Regions from separate parts of the Sus scrofa genome. Here region 2 is linked to region 1. Evidence: chromatin contacts called from public HiChIP or PLAC-seq data. All regions are on one chromosome and are shown on one strand. The core of a region is the stretch at or near the end of the contact, and the rest is flanking DNA. Distances in the headings are between cores, read along the strand shown.

Region 1 (3,284 bases), core at 247-2,746:
GCTAATATGGGAAAACATGAACAGAATTAAATTAAAATATAACAATGATCAGCTAAGTCTTAAGTTATGTAGCTCTTGATTTCATTTCAGTGCGTTATTACTTCCTTTTTAACTTTAAGGGAACTTGTCATGAGTTTGAATCATATGATTGCTTTTAGAACTATTGAACATTTGACTTAACAGGTTTTAAGAGAAGTTCATATTTTGAAGAAAATGTTGCAATTAACTTTTCTTCCTATTTTTTGTCATGAAAAAATTTTTTTTGATGCAGGGAATTATATAGGTAATTCAGTGTATTATCACCCAGCTTCAGCTAAAGTTAACTCCTGGGGAGTTCCCGTCGTGGCGCAGTGGTTAACGAATCCGACTAGGAACCATGAGGTTGCGGGTTCGGTCCCTGCCCTTGCTCAGTGGGTTAAGGATCCGGTGTTGCCGTGAGCTGTGGTGTAGGTTGCAGACATGGCTCGGATCCCGCATTGCTGTGGCTCTGGTGTAGGCCGGTGGCTCCAGCTCTGATTCGACCCCTAGCCTGGGAACCTCCATATGCCGTGGGAGCGGCCCAAGAAATAGCTAAAAAGACAAAATAAATAAATACATAAAGTTAACTCCTGGGTGTTACTTATTGTTTTATCTAGACCCCTCCTCACTCTGCTAACAATTATTTTGAAGCATATCCCAGATAACATATCATATTTCCTCTGAAAATATATCAAACATAGGACATAAAAAACATTGTCACGGAGTTCCCGTCGTGGCGCAGTGGTTAACGAATCTGACTAGGAACCATGAGGTTGCGGGTTTGGTCCCTGCCCTTGCTCAGTGGGTTAAGGATCCGGTGTTGCCGTGAGCTGTGGTGTAGGTTGCAGACGCGGCTTGGATCCCGCGTTGCTGTGGCTCTGGTGAAGGCTGGTGGCTACAGCTCTGATTTGACCCCTAGCCTGGGAACCTCCATATGCCGCGGGAGCAGCCCAAGAAATGGCAAAAAGACAAAAATTAAAAAATTAAAAATAAAAAAAATATATAAAAATTTTGAATCACTGTTTTACACCTGAAACTAATACAATATTGTAAATCAACTACTATGTAAAAAGAACTTGTAACATTTCACAAGTATAGAAAACCATGTGCTATTTCTAAAATTAACAAAATGAAAAGAGATGTAGGGGTTCCCATTGTTACTCAGTGGTAAAAGAACACAAGTAGTTCCTGAGGACGTAGGTTTGATCCCCTGGCCTTGCTCAGTGGGTTAAGGATCCAGTGTTGCTGTGAGCTGCTGTGTAGGTCACAGATACGGCTCAGATCTGGTGTTGCTGTAGCTGTGGTGTAGGCCAACAGCTGCAGCTCTAATTCGACCCCTAGCCTGGGAACCTCCATATGCCATGGGTGTGGCCCTAAATTGGAAAAAAAAAAAGAGAGAAATGTAAAAAAAAAATAACAGAGGGAGTTCCCTGGTGATTCAGCAGGTTAAGAATTCAGCATTGTCACTTCTATGGCTCTGGTTACTGCTGAAGTGCAAGTTCCATCCTTGGCCTGGGAACTTCCACATGCTGTGGGTACAGCCAAAAAAGTAATAACAGAGGATATAAGTAGAGATACTAGAGAACTAACATTAATTTAGTGTCCATAATGTACCAGAGATTGTCTAAAAGTTTTATGTCATCTGGCTTGTCATTGTCATTATTAGAGTCAGGATTCAGACTTATGTCCTCCCAATTATATAGTATATCCTTTCCTCCCTAATACATGCATCTTGACATGCTTTTGGTGATACTGAAAAATTTAGATTTGATCTGCTTAGCCTCACTGTATTGGGAAGAGAATTTCATGTAAGTATTTTGATTTTTCACATAGGGTATCGGTACAGCAATCGGAGAGCTGCCTCCATATTTCATGGCCAGGGCAGCTCGCCTCTCAGGTGCTGAACCAGATGATGAAGAATATCAGGAATTTGAAGAGATGTTGGAACATGCACAGGCTGCACAAGTAAGATCAGTGGGGAGGAAAATTGAATAATTATCTCTTAAAGAGGTTATGATTAAGGTAAAAATTTTAGTAGTTACTCTGAAGAAGAAAACTGCCAATGTAAAATAAAATCATCCATGGTTTGGTATAAAATATTTAGAAAACCTGAAATATAGGAGTTCCCGTTGTGGTGCAGTGGTTAATGAATCCAACTGGGGACCATGGGGCTGCGGGTTTGATCCCTGGCCTTGCTCAGTGGGTTAAGGATCTGGCGTTGCCATGAGCTGTGGTGTAGGTCTCAGATTCGGCTCAGATCCTGCATTGCTGTGGCTCTGGGGTAGGCTGGTGGCTACAGCTCTGATTCGACCCCTACCCTGGGAATTCCATATGTCGTGGGAAGCGGCCCTAGAAAAGGCAAAAAGACAAAGAAAAAAAAAAAAGAAAATCTGAAATATAAAACGATTATACTCATGAGTTCCCACTGTGGCTCAGTGGGTTAAGGATCTGGTGTTGTCTCTGCAGTTGTACATGTTTGACCCCTGGCCAGCGCCGTGGATTAAGGATCACAGCTTTGTGAACTCCCTATATTAACCTGTATCTTAATGTTATAAAATAGATGTTTTTTCTTCATAGGAAAATTCCTAAGAACATTATTGACTGATTGAGACTCCATTACGAATAACAATAGAAGTCAACACAGACATAAATAAAAAGGATATAGGAATTCCCGTCTGGCACAGCAGAAACTAATCTGACTAGGAACCATGAGGTTGCAGATTCGATCCCTGGCCTCGCTCAGTGGTGTTGCCATGAGCTGTGGTGTAGGTCGCAGATGAGGCTTGGATCTGGTGTTGCTGTGGCTCTGGCATAGGCCGGCAGCTGTAGCTCCGATTGGATCCCTAGCCTGGGAATCTCCATATGCCGTGGGAGCGGCCCTCAAAAGACAAAAAAGACAACAACAAAAAGGATATAAAAGAGATTTTTGAAAGTTTGTGTATAAAATACATCTCTCTCCCCAGATTTGATCATTAACCAATGAAATATTTTTAAAAATTGTCTTATTTGATACATCTCTAAGTGTATTTTCCTGCATAAATATGTATAGGTTTTTTTTTTTTTTTTTTTTTTTTTTTTGGAGGAATGGGTTCATGGTTTTCAGTGGAATCTGAGACCCAAAACCCACCCTGGAGAGGAATAAAAACTTTTTTTTAAGGACAGGTGGACTTTTTAAAATAGCATTATTATCCTTAGAAATCAACTAAGGATAGTGTTTTTAATTGAAAACAAAACTTTCAAATATGAATGATGTAGAATAGCCTAAT
Region 2 (3,284 bases), core at 453-2,952, 81 kb after region 1:
CTATTGGTAACTTACATATAGAATTATTAATTCTATTAATATAGAATTATTTCCACTTATGACTTTAAGCTTGTAACAAGGTTCCTCAAAATCAGCTTACCCTCTCGTGAGGTAATTCAGTTACGCATCTTCGTTAATACTGGTTTAGTTGGGGAAACTGTTTCAGTCTTTGCATCTCTGCAATGCTGAACTATTACTTTTAACTTCATTTTGTGAAAATTATGATTTAGTTATTTTCAAGTATTCTTGGGTTAACAGCAGTGGGTGTGCCTTTTAGCAGCTGAACAGACCACTTTTTACATTCCTTAGAAATAAGATATGGTTTAGTATTTTAAATCATAGCAACAGTTGATAAGAAAAACAGCAAAAAGGTAATCATTTCCATATGGAAAGAAAAGGAAGAAATAGTGAATCTGTGAACTGTCATTTTTCCATATAAAAATAAGTCACCACTAGTAGATTTGGCAGAAAGGGCAAATGTTCCTATTTGTTCCCGTTTTACATTTGTTAATATAGTGCATGTGATGTGTTTTATTGAAATACACCATTTTGAACTCAGTTGCCAATTTCCAAATGTGTTTTGTCCTTCTGAGCGAAACCCACATCTGTATGTGTCAGTTTCATCTAGCACAGTATTTCCTTAGAGATCATTTTCCCAACTTAGTTAAGTGGTTGGTGGAAGCTCTTACTGCTTTTACTGAAAATAATATAACCATCTTCCACACCTGCTAAATACCTGTAATTTTTTAAAATGATTTTTATTTTTTCTTTTTACAGTTGCACTGTGGAATATGGAAGTTCCCAGGCTAGAGTCAAATTGGAGCTGCAGCCACTGGCCTATGCCACAGCCACAACAACGCAAGATCTGAGCCAAGTCTGTGACCTACACCACAGCTCACAGCAACGCCTGATCCTTAACCCACAGAGTGAGGCCAGAGTGATCCACATCTTTATGGATCCTAGTGGGGTTCCTTAACTGCTGAGCCACTAAGGGAACTCCTCTATAAGTAGTTTTAAAGCACCAGTTGAATAAAATCAGTTTCTGCTCTGGCGTTTTAAGATCTAAAAGAAAAATCCATGCTTTCTGATGCCAAGAAAATTTAAGAAAAGCAAAGTATGACTTCCTGAATGGCTCACAGCGTTAACTACTCGGCGTTGATTCTGCAGTGGCTGTGGCTCGACACCTGGCTCAGGAACCTGCCTATGCAGCAGGTGCGGCCACTTGTTTAAAAAAAAAAAATAAAAGTAAACATTTTCTTATTTACTTTTACATTTAAGCATGATAAACATTTACTAACAAAATCCTGACATTTATTTTTATTTTTGTCTTTTTCTTTTTTTTTTTTTTTTTTTTTTGCCTTTTCTAGGGCAGCTTCCGCGGCACATGGAGATTCCCAGGCTAGGGGCTGAATTGGAGCTGTAGCCACCAGCCTACGCCAGAGCCACAGCAACAACTCGGGATCCGAGCCGAGTCTGCGACCTACGCCACAGCTCACGACAATGCCAGATCCTTAACCCGCTGAGCAAGGCCAGGGATCGAACCTGCAACCTCATGGTTCCTAGTCAGATTCGTTAACCACTGCGCCACGAGGGGAACTCCTGACATTTATTTTTAAATAGCTGCTTAGAGTGGAAAATCTTACACTGTTACATAGAATAAAACAAAATAAAAATGGATGTTCACATGATAGCATTTGACAACAGCTCCCTCTTGTGGTTCAAAACACTCACTTCAAAGATGAACGTACTGGAGTTCCCGTCTGGCTCAGTGGTTAATGAACCCAACTAGTATCCACCAGGGCTCAGGTTTGATCCCTGGCCTTGCTCAGTGGGTTAAGGATCCGGTGTTGCCGTGAGCTGTGGTGTAGGTCGCAGACGTGGCTCAGATCCCATATTGCTGTGGCTCTGGCATAGGCCGGCAGGTACAACTCCCATTGGACCCCAAGCCTAGGAACCTCCACCACCACATGCTGCGGGTGTGGCCCTAAAAAGACTCCCCCACCCCCGAAAAAAAAGATGAACATATTTAAATACAGAATTTTTATTTCTTAATTTAAAATTGTGCAATGAAAGTTTAGCTCATATTTAGTGAATACTTTTAGGAATAAAGAGGGAAGGTTTAATTTAAGGCTGTAAGAACAAAACAGAATACTCTCTTTTTTGTTCTAGGGTTCCAACATCTCAGAAAAGTGTTGCCAAAGTTATTTAAAGAAGCACCAATTTTTTTTCTTTTCTTACAAAGGAAGATACTAAGTAGATGTTTTCACTGAAAACAGGTACCATAACGGGTTTTCCTCCCTTTCTGTGGCTATAATATGCAGGAAGGAATCAGGATTTGACTTTGTTATTTTAGTAGATGGAAATTTGAAAACTTTACAGAGAAAGTAGTATTGAAAATATTTTAGTCCAAAAATGACTTAAGGTTCAAAAATCAGAGGTTGCAATAACTGGCAATCACCTGTTCTAACAATGTAAAACTCTCCAAAAAATCCTCTTCTTCAATTCCGTATTTTGTGTATTGATGAATGTAGGCTCTGGTGAGAGAAACAAAGTGTGAAATAAAAATCTCAGGCAAATGAATAACTCTTGAGGTCAAACAATAAAGAGACCTCTCCTAGCTCATGAACACACGAAGGGAGATGGCAAACTCTCTTAAAAGTCTTATCTTTGCTTCAATGTTTACTCCAAGTCAGCGAACTTTCAAGGTTTATGTCAAGCTCCCTGTCTTTTTAGTGTCCAAGACAGTGACAATAAGAAAATAGGAAAAAGAAGCATATTCTTTTGACAGACACAAGATTTGACTGTCTACCCAACACATACTCAACAACTGACAGGAGTTTATAACTGGGTTCAGCGTAAACTTGATTCTCTCTCTTTTTTTTTTTGTCTTTTTAGGGCCACACCTGTGGCGTATGGAGGTTCCCAGGCTAAGGACTGAAGTGGAGCTGTAGCCTCTGGCCTATGCCACAGCCACGCCAGATCTTTAACCCACTGAGCGTGTGCCAGGGACTGAACCTGCGTCCTCATGGATGCTAGTCAGATTCGTTTCTGCTGAGCCACAACAGGAACTCCGGGTTCAACATAAACTCTAAAATAAGTGCCTGAGAGGAGTTCCCGTTGCGGCTCAGCGGAAGTGCATCTGACTAGTATCCACAAGGACGCAGGTTTCATCCCTGGCCCCACTCGGTGGGTTGGGGATCTGGCATTGGTGTGAGCTGTGATGTAAGTTGGAGATGAGGCTCAGATCTGGCGTGGCTGTGACAGCTCAATTAGACCCCTAGCCT

Evidence for each region. HiChIP or PLAC-seq counts read pairs in DNA pulled down with a chosen protein or histone mark.
Region 2: a contact with region 1 is called in an H3K27ac HiChIP or PLAC-seq map of alveolar macrophages. The contact joins two enhancer-like sites. A contact is called at or near these places in 10 of 47 Hi-C or Micro-C datasets (blood, fetal liver, fetal skeletal muscle and 6 more) and 2 of 2 datasets of contacts at active chromatin or transcription factors (alveolar macrophages and skeletal muscle).

What each region holds. Positions count from the first base shown.
Region 1 is chr12:35,997,560-36,000,843 of Sscrofa11.1, forward strand. No RefSeq gene overlaps it. Among named protein-coding and RNA genes, the nearest start is that of PTRH2, 66 kb to the left of the region's middle. Within about 2 kb of position 1,497, at least 4 of the 83 cell types and tissues checked have an H3K27ac peak or open chromatin away from gene starts, as enhancers often do. A contact at or near this core is called in alveolar macrophages, where this site is marked.
Region 2 is chr12:36,077,914-36,081,197 of Sscrofa11.1, forward strand. It overlaps TUBD1 (tubulin delta chain), which reads right to left. Exons shown (of 6, transcript XM_013981124.2): 6 at 2,026-2,534. The coding sequence ends at 2,432. Among named protein-coding and RNA genes, the nearest start is that of MIR21, 14 kb to the left of the region's middle. Within about 2 kb of position 1,703, at least 16 of the 83 cell types and tissues checked have an H3K27ac peak or open chromatin away from gene starts, as enhancers often do. A contact at or near this core is called in alveolar macrophages, where this site is marked.